2 separate regions of the Mus musculus genome follow, and region 2 is linked to region 1. The links are chromatin contacts, called in public Hi-C maps. All regions are on one chromosome and are shown on one strand. Each heading gives the region's core, a stretch centred on a gene start, on an enhancer-like site or on the middle of the called end of the contact. The rest is flanking DNA. Distances are from core to core; before and after follow the strand shown. Region 1 overlaps Pde7b (phosphodiesterase 7B). Region 2 has its middle 32 kb from the start of Ahi1.

Region 1 (5,979 bases), core at 893-3,392:
GAGCTTCTTATTCAGTCATTACTTAAGTATTTAACTGTCTATAGCATTCCCCTGGAAGCAAGAATCTTCCCTCTTTTGAGATGTTAAGAGGAGAACAGGTGGCTTTCTATGAGTTTGAGGCAAGACTGGTCTCCATAGTGAGGCCCTGTTTCAAAAGAAAGAGAAGCACTCCCTGGAAACACCACCCTTCGACATGAGGCAGATTCTACTGGAAGGACCCAGTCCTTTGGGTCCTGATATGCAGCACATCCGGTGTGTGGCCACTACTCCATCAATATTGATTGTGCTTTCGTTGGTCACATAATTTCCTACTTGTCAGCTTCAGTGAGATCTCCATACTTGCCTGGATTGTGTCTGATCTTCATTGTTCTCTCTCTTTGACTTGACCTTGGCTTTATGCTGTAGAACATTCACAACTGAAAAGGAGCTCTGCTTCCACATGGGAAGCATTCAGGAGTCAGTGAGATGGTGAACACCAGTCTTAATAACACGGGGATGGAGAATACAGAATGATAATCTTTACCTTATCCTCATTCGTACGTGTGCCTGAGAAGTCATAAAAAATAGAGGATTCTGGCCAAATGCAGAAGGGGATGGTAGCCTGTTTCTCTCACTTGGTTTGTAGATCAAGACAAATGAAGTCTTTATTCAGAGGGACATTTCTGCAGCCCTGGGAGAAGGAGTCACCCAGACCATGTTTACAACTCTGCTTTTTGAATATTTCCTATTGGGAACATTCCCATTTGGTAGGCTGGTGATGTGTTATATGGGGAAAGTCAGGATATTTTTATACTGTGATATTTTAAAGAAATTATCTTTATTTTTAAATGTTCATCTGGATAGACATGCCAATGAATATTTAGGCCACATTTTTGAGCAAAACTCACAAGGTTTGTTCCCCCCCCCCCCAAACTTACATGTGTACACAAGATGACACAATTTTACAGTCTTAAAAGAAGAAAGCATGAGGAATACAAGCTCATAACCAAGTCAACGCCACTGAGCAGATGTGATTCGACACAAAAGGCCACACATCTCCATGTTTTACAGGAAGGGCTATTTGAAGGCAGGGTTGCAGATGCCCTCCAAGGCCCTTTGTGGGAAGCTGAAAGCAGGAAGAGGAGAAACAACTAGTTTTTACTTAACCTAACCCGGAAGTATGGGTTGTCAGGGTTTCAGGTATCAGGTCTGACTGCGGATTGGATGGCAGCAAAGAAAAGTAGGCTTTGATCATCAGACCTGATAGTGATGTATTCATGTTCACCTCTCTCTCTCTCTCTCTCTCTCTCTCTCTCTCTCTCTCTCTCTGTCTCTCTCTCTCTCTCCCTCTCCCTCTCTCGCTCTCTCTCGCTCTCTCTCTCTCTCTCTCCCTCTCCCCCTCCCCCTCTCTCTCCCTCCCTCCCTCCCTTTCTTCCTCTCTCTCTCTCTTTGTCTCTGAGATCTTTATGTATTATTAAGAAAGTAGCTCTCTGAATTCTTCCTTTCTAAAGTCATCAATTGATGATCCACGACCTAGGTGGGCTAGCAGACTAAGACTAAAAGCGTTAAAACGATATTGACACATGGACCGTGTCTCCAAGACTTATTGGACAACTTGTATTAAATTATTCCAAGAGAGCCATTAGCAGGCAGAAAAGAGTTTTCACAGTTAATTTTTTCTCAACACATGAGGATCTCACAAAATTTCCAGACAGTAGAAGCATGCAGGCACGTCTACCTCCATTCTATTTCTGATTTTTATTATTCTTGTGTTTTAACTATTAGATGTTTGGTAGATGAAAATCTTTCCCTATAAACCTGGAACTACCAAGAATGCCCTATCCTAATTCAATTATAATATAATTGTAGCTTAAGCAAATCTATTTCCTAAACTCCACTGGCTAAAGACAATGTTTTCTTTACTGTTTCTATTTTGTCATCCTGAACAATTGATCTCCTTGTTTTGATCTCATATGCATAAAAACAGATGGCTACAATCCAAAATAAGAGGTTTTGAAGCAGGAATCTTTCTGCTGTATTCTCATGTGAGGCCTTGCTTAAGTTCAGAGCTTCAGAATACCATAGCAATGAAGATGTATGTCAGTCCGTAGCTGCTTCAGAAAACAGAAGTTAGTGCTGTGTTCACAACTTCCCTTCTCACCCATATCAGTGACGTCAGCGCCATCCACCCACTTCGCAAATTCTTCAGACTTTCTTTAGTCCCATCTGACAATCTTGCTTATACTAGTGAAAATATAATCAACTTTCCAATTCCTTCCACAACCTTAACTCTGTAAGCCCCAATCTCTCTGTAGGAACGTGTTCCAAGCCAAGCAAGTTTTTAATGTTTCACTTGCGTTATTAGGAGAAACAGAGAGCCCCACATTAGTTGCACTTAGGAAGTAAGAGCTAGCTGTTGCTGTCAGTTTGAGAAGTGGCTTGATCATGGCAGAAATGCCCCCTCTCCCACTACTTAAGATAAAGAGAAAGAAGCATTGGCAGTTTCCATATAACATTAATTATGCTAGAGCTCACGAAGAAAAGGCTCAATGCATAGTTCAGCTGGGTAAGAATGCGTACACACTGGATTTTACAGCCAAGCATCTGCAGACAGATGACAACAATTCCAAGCTGCGTCTGCTGGCTGCAGCTGTGATGAACCACATTAATCTGCTAGAAAGCTAAAGTCTCTGATAAAACTGAAATAGCTTCTTTACTTAAATAAGATTAAATTCAGCCAAACAGCTGGGCAGTTGTTCACATGAAACTATAGAAAAAAGTAAATAATTCAGTTACTGTCAACGCCAAAGAAACGCACACCAACCGTCCACGGACCAAAGGGACTTTGGTATTGTAGCCATATCAGACAAATGTGTGGCATGGGGGCAGGGAGTTCCCTGATGGTTAGGTGACAGGAAACCTGCTGTGTCTTCCGTGAGGTGGATGTACCCCGTGTTCCACAACAGGAGTCACAAAAACACGAGCTTCTCAGCCAGCTTGTTAAAACTGTGTGCAGCATTGCTGTGCTGGAAAGTGATTTACATCTTGCTCATTAATCTGAGGAAACCAAACTTAGTGCCATAGATTAAAAACTACGTTCCCAATGCATGAGAGGTTTTCGAAAAAAGTTTCCTTCAAGATGGTACTCAGTTTTGGCTTGTGACCTTAGCAGGGAAGCAGAGATGGTCACTAGGGGCAGGCAGTTCAGAAAGACATCTGTCAGGATTTAGGTTGGGCAGTTTTGGAAAGAGGAAAAATGTTTAAAGTTAAGGCCTTTATCTGCGAACAACAGTATATTAATAAACTCTATACCATATTTACAAATGCATTCTCTTGTATTAAAACTAACAGTATTCTGTTCACAGTGCCATTGTTTATACAGGTAGCAATCCCATAATACTCGTGTATTTTGGCATGGGAATCAGTAGCGTTTGGTATTTACAGAAAATGTACACTTGTGAATATAAACAGGTCACTGAATCCGTAAAAGACGGATTGGCTAACGGTGCAAAGGGACGGGCTGTACAGCACCTTCCACCAGATGGGAGGGGACGCGTGGTTTCAGAAATCGCAATGGTGCCACATCTCGGACCCAATGTGGCATAGAGTCAATAGCAAAATAATGAACCCCCTCTTAGGTTTGGGTACGCAGAGTATTACTTGTCCAAAGTTTTAGACCCATTGTCTGGTGCATGAAATATAAAAGTTAAAAAGATTTATTATTTTATAATAATAATTATTATTAAAATAGAAGGTACTTTCTCTCACACTCTCGTTTGTGCTCTGGCACGCAAGACCAGTTTTGCAGTTCCAAGTATGCTGGTGTCATGCAGGTCAGCTGTCCGATGGCAAACGTTAAAATGCTCTGGACTTAGGAGCTACTGCCAGTCAGCGTGACCAAGGGCCAGAGGCGAACACGGCAGAAGCACCCCTTTCTTACTTCCAGGCGTTTCGGTTGGGGCAGCCGCCCCAGAATCAGCTCCAATGACGGGATAGAGCCGCCCATTTCGGCAGCTAATGCTGAGGTGACAATGGCTTTTGTACACTTGGATCAACGAAGGGAGGCGGTAAGTGGCAGGCGGATGGCATCGAAACCCAGCGTGATGGGCTTGTTGCGAGGGCAGTCGGACGGATGGCCGTGCTCCTGTGGACGGACAGATGGCCGTGCATCAGCAGACAGCTACCTTAGGGCGTGGCACCTTCTGTCTGCTCCAGGGTCTCAGGTGCGGGGCCCGCCAGGTCCTGGCCGCTGCCCCTGCGTCTGTGCTGATTGGACAGCAGGCTCTTCCACTGGGCTTTGTTGTGCGCGAGATGGCTTAGCATGTTCTCCGACAGGGTGCTGTTCCCAGTAAACCGGGCCCACTCCCGGAACAGCGGCTCCACGATGTAAGTCATGAAACCTGCAACAGTCAAGGTCACAGGCCAGGTCACCACAAGGGGTCAGAGCCACCTCCTTCACAAGCACTGCTGAGACCCACAGTGCACCCGGCCAGGCATGGGTGGACAAACATGATATGCTCACTACCCTTAGTTTCATGGTTCCTGCTTAAAATCCTTGTACTTCCGCTCCGCTTTTGGGAAAAGGAGCTGAGTACCAACCAGACCCTCAGAATTCTTGTGGTAAATGGCTAACATTAGTTAAATGGTTAAAGCTCCTGGCTGAAGTAATGGGCGTTGAGCCTCCCGTCTCAGCCTCTGGAGTGCTCAGGTTACAGGACTCTACACTCATGCCCAGATAAAGTATCTATTCTCTTAATCATCAAACACTCATTGCCATCCAACCCTGCCTTTCTGTTAATGTACTTTTCACAGTAAACAAAGATAGCTTTCTGTATAGTGTGGAATTATTGGAATTATCGCAAACTTGGATTTATTTATGGTTCATTGTGCTTCCTTGAAATGGAAGCAAAAGCAAAAAAAAAAAAAAAAGGCAGATTTTTTTTTTTGTTATAACATTTTCCCCAGCAACTAACCCTTTATATTTATAAACATGTGAATTCGAAGACTTGACCCGGTTTTAGTGTTGGACAAACAGCAGACATTGGGCCTGCGGGAACGCTAGGGAGGCGGAGGCTGCAGTGTAAACGGTTATTGTGCATTTCTGAAATATCTTATGGTGAACGTGACTTAAATCTTGTGCTGTGTCTTTGAGCTAACGCAGGCACAGGAAAGGTCAATGTTTAGGTCTGACTGGCCGTGCTCATAGGCGCCGAGGCTCAGCGGTGAGGATTTCCTTTTGTACCCGCCATTTCATTTTCACCTCTTTACATCGGAAGAGATTAGATATTTGAGATTTTAGAAAATGCGGCAAAATGATAGTCTTCTGAAATTCAAATTGTGAATTTTAGAAAGTGTTACTTCCTAAGTAGAACAGTTACAGATCCAACGTAAGAAAAAGTTCAACTCATTTGCCCCGTGACGTTACCCTGGGGTCACCTCTGTACTTGTACTATTTTATGTGAAGACTTTTTTGCTCTGGGTAAGAAAGATTTTAAGGTCTGAATAAGCATCAGACAGGCTTGAGAAACTGTCCCACCAGTGTGCTCCAGACACCCCAGGAATGAGCTCACTGGGCCTGGTACAGTCCTTCCGGCATTGTGGGAGGGGAAGGGGGGTTTTATAGGAGACACAGGTTGAAGGAAACTTTTCTTTGTCTTCCTATAGATTTTATCAATCAGAGATTTATTCGATTCATTCTTTTAAAATTGATGGAGAGAGGGGAGGAGTGAGTGTGGAGGAAGGAGGTGCGGGAGCAACTTCCTTTTGAGCAAATGTGATTTACTTCCGCAGAAAATCAAACCTACCTAAGTAAGACTTACACTCAGGAATACCTCATTATGGACTGGGATAAGAAGCAGAGAGGCAGAGCAATGCAGGCTTTAACCACTGAGCCATCTCGTCGGGAGATGAAGCAAGGAAATACTGAATGACTTGCTCAGAACTAGTGCATGAAAAAGTCTGGAGAGATGGCTTAGTGGGTAAGAGCACTGACAACTCTTC
Region 2 (5,979 bases), core at 966-3,465, 520 kb after region 1:
CATCTGCACCTTGAGCAAAGGAAGAGAGGGGGCTCTTTCATGGTGAAGCTGGTGAGAACTGAACACCCCTCCTGAAATCGCAGAACTTAATGAAACAAAGTCCTCTCTGAATGCTAGAAGAACAGGTAGGAAGCAGGAAGAAGACATAGAAACATCCCAAGTGAAAATCTCAACAGACAGAGACTAGATAAAGCCAGGACCATGAAAGCCAGACTTAGGGCAGTTCAGCAAAAGCGAAAGAGTGCACATGGTAGGGCAGAGCAAAAATCAAAGGCTCTAGCAGACAAAGAGAATAGAGCAATAGTCTGTTATTTAGGGTTCCTAGAGCAGGAAGCCAAACACAGAAGTCAAACGTAATTTTTAATAATTATTGGAATCTACCAATTCAAGGTCACATGATGTTTCAGTAGAAATGAATGGTTATTATCAGAGAAACGAAGTTCCTGTCCTAGTGAAGACCAGCTCCATCATCATCGTCCTCAACATGGTGACTCTGCTTCAACAAACAAAACAATGAGGAGTTGGCATTTGACCCAAGATGTGCATGCCAGAGAATTGAGAAGACACCCAGGAGAAAAGCCCTGTGTGTTTTCTAGCACTGTACACTAGAAGCTACAAGTTTCAATTCTTTTAGCCTTTTAAATAGTAATTATAATTTCAACATGCATTTTAAATTCATTTTGGTGGTGTTAAAAGTGAAAGAGTGGGGCATATAAGGTGTAATTTTGGTGGCAAACATTCAATGATGAATAGTTTAGTATTTTGGTAGTGATGCAGTTAGCATTACAACATACGAACTGCCTCTGGGACAGGCACCAATGTTACTGAGATCTCTTGGCAAGAGCTCTATGGGGGGCAATGTAGTAATAGAGAAATGGTAACTATTTTATTAAACTGGCTCCCTTTTTAAAACTAAAAAGTTGAAAGTAAATCAAATAGCCTTCAAAGGGTGATTAAAGGCATTTTAAATTTTACTTTGTGCATTTTCTATGGTTTGATGCTTATCTACCAGGATTCAGGCTAGAATCTTAGTCCCCAAAATCCTAAGTTACTAGAATTTGAAGATGGAATTATATAAATTTTACTAGAGGAGCCTTTTATTATTAAACTTAAGTCTGCCAGGCAATATAACAACAATTCTGCATATGTTTCCTTATATCAAGAAGTAATATTAAAAGTATATTGAGATTGTGTCTCGTTTGCCTTTAACTTTTTCTTTAAGTGATGTTCTTGAGAAAGTGGAGAATTGTTTAAAGCTGCCCATTCAGAACAATTTAGAAAATGTCACATTCTCAAACTCCTTGTCACCTCCAGGTTCATTTACTGAGATCATTATTCCCTATAGATCAGAGTAGAAATAGGGTCTGGGAGCTGAAACACTGAGGTTGTTAGATTGTCTAGAGTTCATGGGAAAGGGAAAAGTTTGTTCCCAGACAGGTACATGGGGAAATGTTGTGAGGTGAAGGCAGGGATTAGAGTGGTATTTCTACAAGCAATGTCAGTCATCAGTCGACCCACACACCCAGAAGCATAGTGACGCCTGCAGAGTCATTATCTGTCACAGTCCTCTAAAGGAGCTCTGCCTCTAAACATAGACATTCTAGCCATTTCCAACCTTCCAGCTGAACACTGTAACATCAAATCTTTCCTGGATCTATACTTCAGGAATCTGTCCAGTAGATTTGGAACTGTATAGCTTCAATTTTTTCAAAACCTACTTTGATAATGGTCCTTAAACACTTTAACTTCTCTTCTAGCCCACCACCCAACAGAGACAGTGGAAAGGAAAGGTTCATAGGGCAAAGGGTCATGTGGGCCTATTGAGAAATAGTTCTGTTGGGTGGTCCCAACCTTCATTGTCGGGATACCAGCAGTTCAGTTCACATGAATCAGCAGCAGGAGCTCCATCTACTCACAAACACCATTCACAAAGCAGCAATAGCAGTTCAATCCAGAAGAAACCGCAAGGCTCTGCCAATTGGCCTTAGTCCCTGTAGGAGCTTCCGGAAGCTGCTGAATATCATGAGAAATTCATTAATGCATTTCTCTCTATGAAGTCAGTGAAGAAGGTAAGGTGAACCATTGCCACAGCATTGTCAGCAAAGCCCAACCAAGACAGGCAGAGAATGACAAGGTGAACCCTGGATACAGTGTCATCCACTCTCTATTGGGTTATATTTATACACTTCCCAAACATCACGGGTCCTCTAAAGCCTGCACGCTAGCAAAACACCACATGCCCTTTCTCTAGGCAGCTTCCTGAAAAAGACCACGTTCTCAGTAAAACATCCTCCCATGTGTCTACTTCAGCCAAACATCCTCTCATAAGACAGTTTCCAGAAAAACATCACATGACACAACTGAGTCTCCAAAGAAACCAGAAATTTCTACTTCAGGGTTGTCTAACTTTCACAAGTGAAAACTGTGTGAGTGTTTGTGTGTGTGTGTGTGTGTGTGTGTGTGTGTGTGTGTGTGTGTGTGTGTGTGTAGCCTTTCACATACACAAATTTCTCATGACCATATTTAAACTTCATAATCTGCCATTGCAGAACCCCCAAAAGGAAGGCCACATGACCACCTTTTCCAGGGCATGTACTGGCCTATGAAATCCACAATCCAGCCAAATGGAAATAAACTATGGTTTCTTGCATTCATAGTTTTGTGTGTATACTCAGTGCAGCAACACTACAGTATACAAAATAAGCAAGGCAAGATTGTGAAATGCAATCATGGTTTGATTTAAGAAGCATAATATTTATTTCAGAGTTTGATTCTCTCCTTTAAGTCTGTGCCAACCTGCCTCATTAAGACAGTCTCCCTTTAAACTGTGCCACAGATATAAATAATGTCCACCCCTTCAGGTAACAATGGCTCTGCTCCTCTTTGTAAACAAATGTCCATGGGCCTCCCCTGGGTCCACAGAAGCCCTGATTATCTTCCTTGGTTGCTCACATCTTCCTTGCTGTCTATAGGAGACTAGTAGACTAATGTCTCAGTCTGGACATTATTTACATTTTGGATCAGGAAATTCTTTGTCAGGCGTGAAGCTGTACTCTGTATATTGAGACTGTTAGTATCATCCTAAGCCTGCCCCCTGTAAATGCCAGAGATATGCCTTTCACTCCCTCCTCCACAAGCACAACCAAAAATGAAGTCCCCACCATCCACTTCCTCCTCCACAAATGCAATTTAAAACAAAACAAAACAAAACAAAACAAACAAACAAACAAAAACCCTGTCCCCAGAAATTGCTAAATAGCCTTTAGTATGCAAAAGAGTTTCCAGGTCAAGAATCACTGCCTGGGCAGTTTTCACCCTTCCTTGGGCCACAAAAGAATCAAACTCCCATTCTGTGTTGCAAGTGAAAAGCATTCACTGTGCTTCGCTGTGTCTGTTTTCTCACCTGGCTTTCCCCCAGGTGACGGATGGGAAAAACTGCAGCAGGAAATTGAGATTTTAGAAATAAGAGATTACTCACATTGTTCTTTGGTTGAAGGAAAGCTATTCAGTACAGCTGCTATATTAACATGGCCACAAAATCTGTTATGTATTAAAGGAGGGAAACAATTATAAAAGATAAATGGATTTTTGTTTCGTTATTCCACTGGTTATATGTTAAAGAAAATGAACTGAATATGAAAATCCCAAGAACTCCTCAGTAAGACCCAGTGACTCACCCTTCCTGGGCAAATACTAGTCTTCATAATCAAATGGGATGTGGCAACAATTCTTCAAAATGAACACCACTGTAATGCAGTAAGATTCAGGGGCATGGAGCAAGTGGTCAGTTTGGATCCTGGTATGCTGTTGCTGTCATCCATTAGAATGAGTGATCTCAACCTGCGTTAATGGTGACAGCTATAAATGCCTTAGAACACCACAGTATCTATCAATAAGCCCATGTGTGTGAAAAACATCTGTACTTGACCTAATTTAATTTCTGTGTCAAGCTCCGATGCTGGGGAAGGGGACTGTGAAAATCAACCTAGTAAATGTGGGTCTCTTTACTCACAGAGCTGTTGGAGAATTTTACCACATTTTGCCTTGAGATTCTTTTTGCTAAGGAAAGACTGTTGATAACGTGAATAGCAGGAAAGAGGGGAAAAGATGGAGGTCTGCTAATCTCAGTGTGTGTCCCACACCAGGTCTACAGCCTTATACCAGTGCCCCTGACTTCTTCCTGGAGACCTACCCACATCTGCAGAAGAGCCAACAATGATGATCTGAGCTGGGATCAGAGAGCTTGGTTGTCCCTGTGTGTCTCTCTCTATCTCTCTGTCTCCCTCTTTCTCTTTGTCTTACTCTGTCTCTGTTTCTCTCTCTCTCTCTCTTTCTGAAACCCACCATTTACAATGCCACCCCATCCTCTCTCTTCCTTCTTTCTCTCATTCTTTTAAATATGTATAACCTGGAGACAATCTCACCATAAGGTAAAAGCAGCCACCCATGCTATTTTGGCTTTATCTGTACCAAGTGATTCTCCACTGTTCTAATGTTGGAAGGTTTTATCTGAATTTTTCAACAGTTTTTGGAGGATTGTTTTGATTTCTTTTATTTCTATTTGCTGTTGTGCCATGTCTTTCCCTTGAGATACTGGGCAGAAGGAACCAGTGCTGTTTAATTGACAAGAAGAAGGATTAGTTAATAGAAAAAAGTAATTTCTACTTATTTAATGATGAAAATGGTATATGTATGTATGTTCTTACTTTGTAATGAGCCTATATTTCATAATAGCTAATATTCTGAAAACCCAAAGCACCCACCTAGTCCTTCCTTCATTATAAATGAGGTGTTTGTTTCCTCTGTGCACAACCTCATCCACTTCATTGGAATTAAAGATACAGTAGTGTTGTTGCTCTGTGCATGGAATTAAGGGTCTACAAGAGATAAGTTGGATGTTGTATGAATAATTCTAGTACAAAGATCTCTAGTCCCGAAGTTGCCTAAGGCTGCTGTTTCTGAAAGGCTAAGATGTCCTGTGAAATGGGTTCTTGAGCAGCGCCAGCCTTCCCTGTATTGCCAGCTTGAAGGCTTTCTCCCCAGAACAGTATGTTCTCAGGTCCTACAGAAGATGACAGCTGAGACTGACTTCCCTTCTTCTGCCAGGAAGTTACTGTTTCCAGGATACATCAGGATCTTGGAAATTACCTAATCCTCTCTCCCCACACATACAGTAGACTTTATCTGTTAAATGTCTTTGCCTGTAAGTAGCAAAAGCCAATTTTAGCCATTCTGATAATCAGAGAGCTGAAGATTCCAGATTTGGGAAGGTGTGAGACAAACTTGATTGGGCCCTTCCCTTCTTCTTAAGGGCCAACTCGGAAGAGACAGTCATTCTTCCAATAGCTCAAAGAAGATTCAGGCACCTCATCTTGAGTAAGACACGGACTGTTCACTGCAGTGATGGGCTCAGTGATGGTCTAGAACATGGCTTCACAAAGCTTTCCCATACAGAGCCAAGAAAGAGGTACTTCAGGCTTTGCAGGATGTATGGTCACTTGCAGTCATCTCACTCTGCCCTTGTAGAGCAAAGCAGACATATGTGGCGTGAACACGCTATGTATAGTAACACCTTATTGTTCGACACTTTAAGTTCTATGTAGTTTCCCATCATGACTATTATTTTTAATCCTTCCACCCTTTGAGTGATAATTAGAAATGTAAATGTCAGCATTGCATAAATAGGCTGCATGCTCTGGACTGCATTTTACTTGAAATACATAGACTGGGAATGGAGGTGTGTTTCTCAAAGCAAAATCAGGATAATGAGAACCAAACCAGAAGCATGAATATTCTACTTTACCACCATCATGTTTCATAGTTTCTGGCCACAAGCTTGGGGTGCAAGGTTCTGTGAACTCACGGACCTGTTCTAAAAGTGGAAAAGGAGTGGAACTCACCCTGGGTTTCTGACTCCCTAGCTCTTACCACTTGAGTTGTCCATCGCAGCTCAAACAAGGATCTGCTGATTTTCTATAC

The links. Hi-C and Micro-C count contacts between places; a contact is called where the count stands out from the background.
Region 2: a Hi-C map of bone marrow-derived macrophages shows a contact between it and region 1, with 28 read pairs. The contact joins two enhancer-like sites. A contact is called at or near these places in 5 of 15 datasets of contacts at CTCF or cohesin (the NIH/3T3 cell line, hippocampal excitatory neurons, liver and 1 more), 97 of 484 Hi-C or Micro-C datasets (B cells, the BV-2 cell line, the Ba/F3 cell line and 63 more), 12 of 115 datasets of contacts at active chromatin or transcription factors (the HPC-7 cell line, acute myeloid leukemia, astrocytes and 8 more) and 1 of 9 other capture datasets (embryonic stem cells).

The regions. Positions count from the first base shown.
Region 1 is chr10:20,396,254-20,402,232 of GRCm38.p6, forward strand. Pde7b (phosphodiesterase 7B) reads right to left here. Exons shown (of 12, transcript NM_001347366.1): 12 at 799-4,379. The coding sequence ends at 4,165. Among named protein-coding and RNA genes, the nearest start is that of Mtfr2, 51 kb to the left of the region's middle. Within about 2 kb of position 2,143, at least 30 of the 459 cell types and tissues checked have an H3K27ac peak or open chromatin away from gene starts, as enhancers often do. A contact at or near this core is called in bone marrow-derived macrophages, where this site is marked.
Region 2 is chr10:20,917,581-20,923,559 of GRCm38.p6, forward strand. No RefSeq gene overlaps it. Among named protein-coding and RNA genes, the nearest start is that of Ahi1, 32 kb to the right of the region's middle. Within about 2 kb of position 2,216, at least 3 of the 459 cell types and tissues checked have an H3K27ac peak or open chromatin away from gene starts, as enhancers often do. A contact at or near this core is called in bone marrow-derived macrophages, where this site is marked.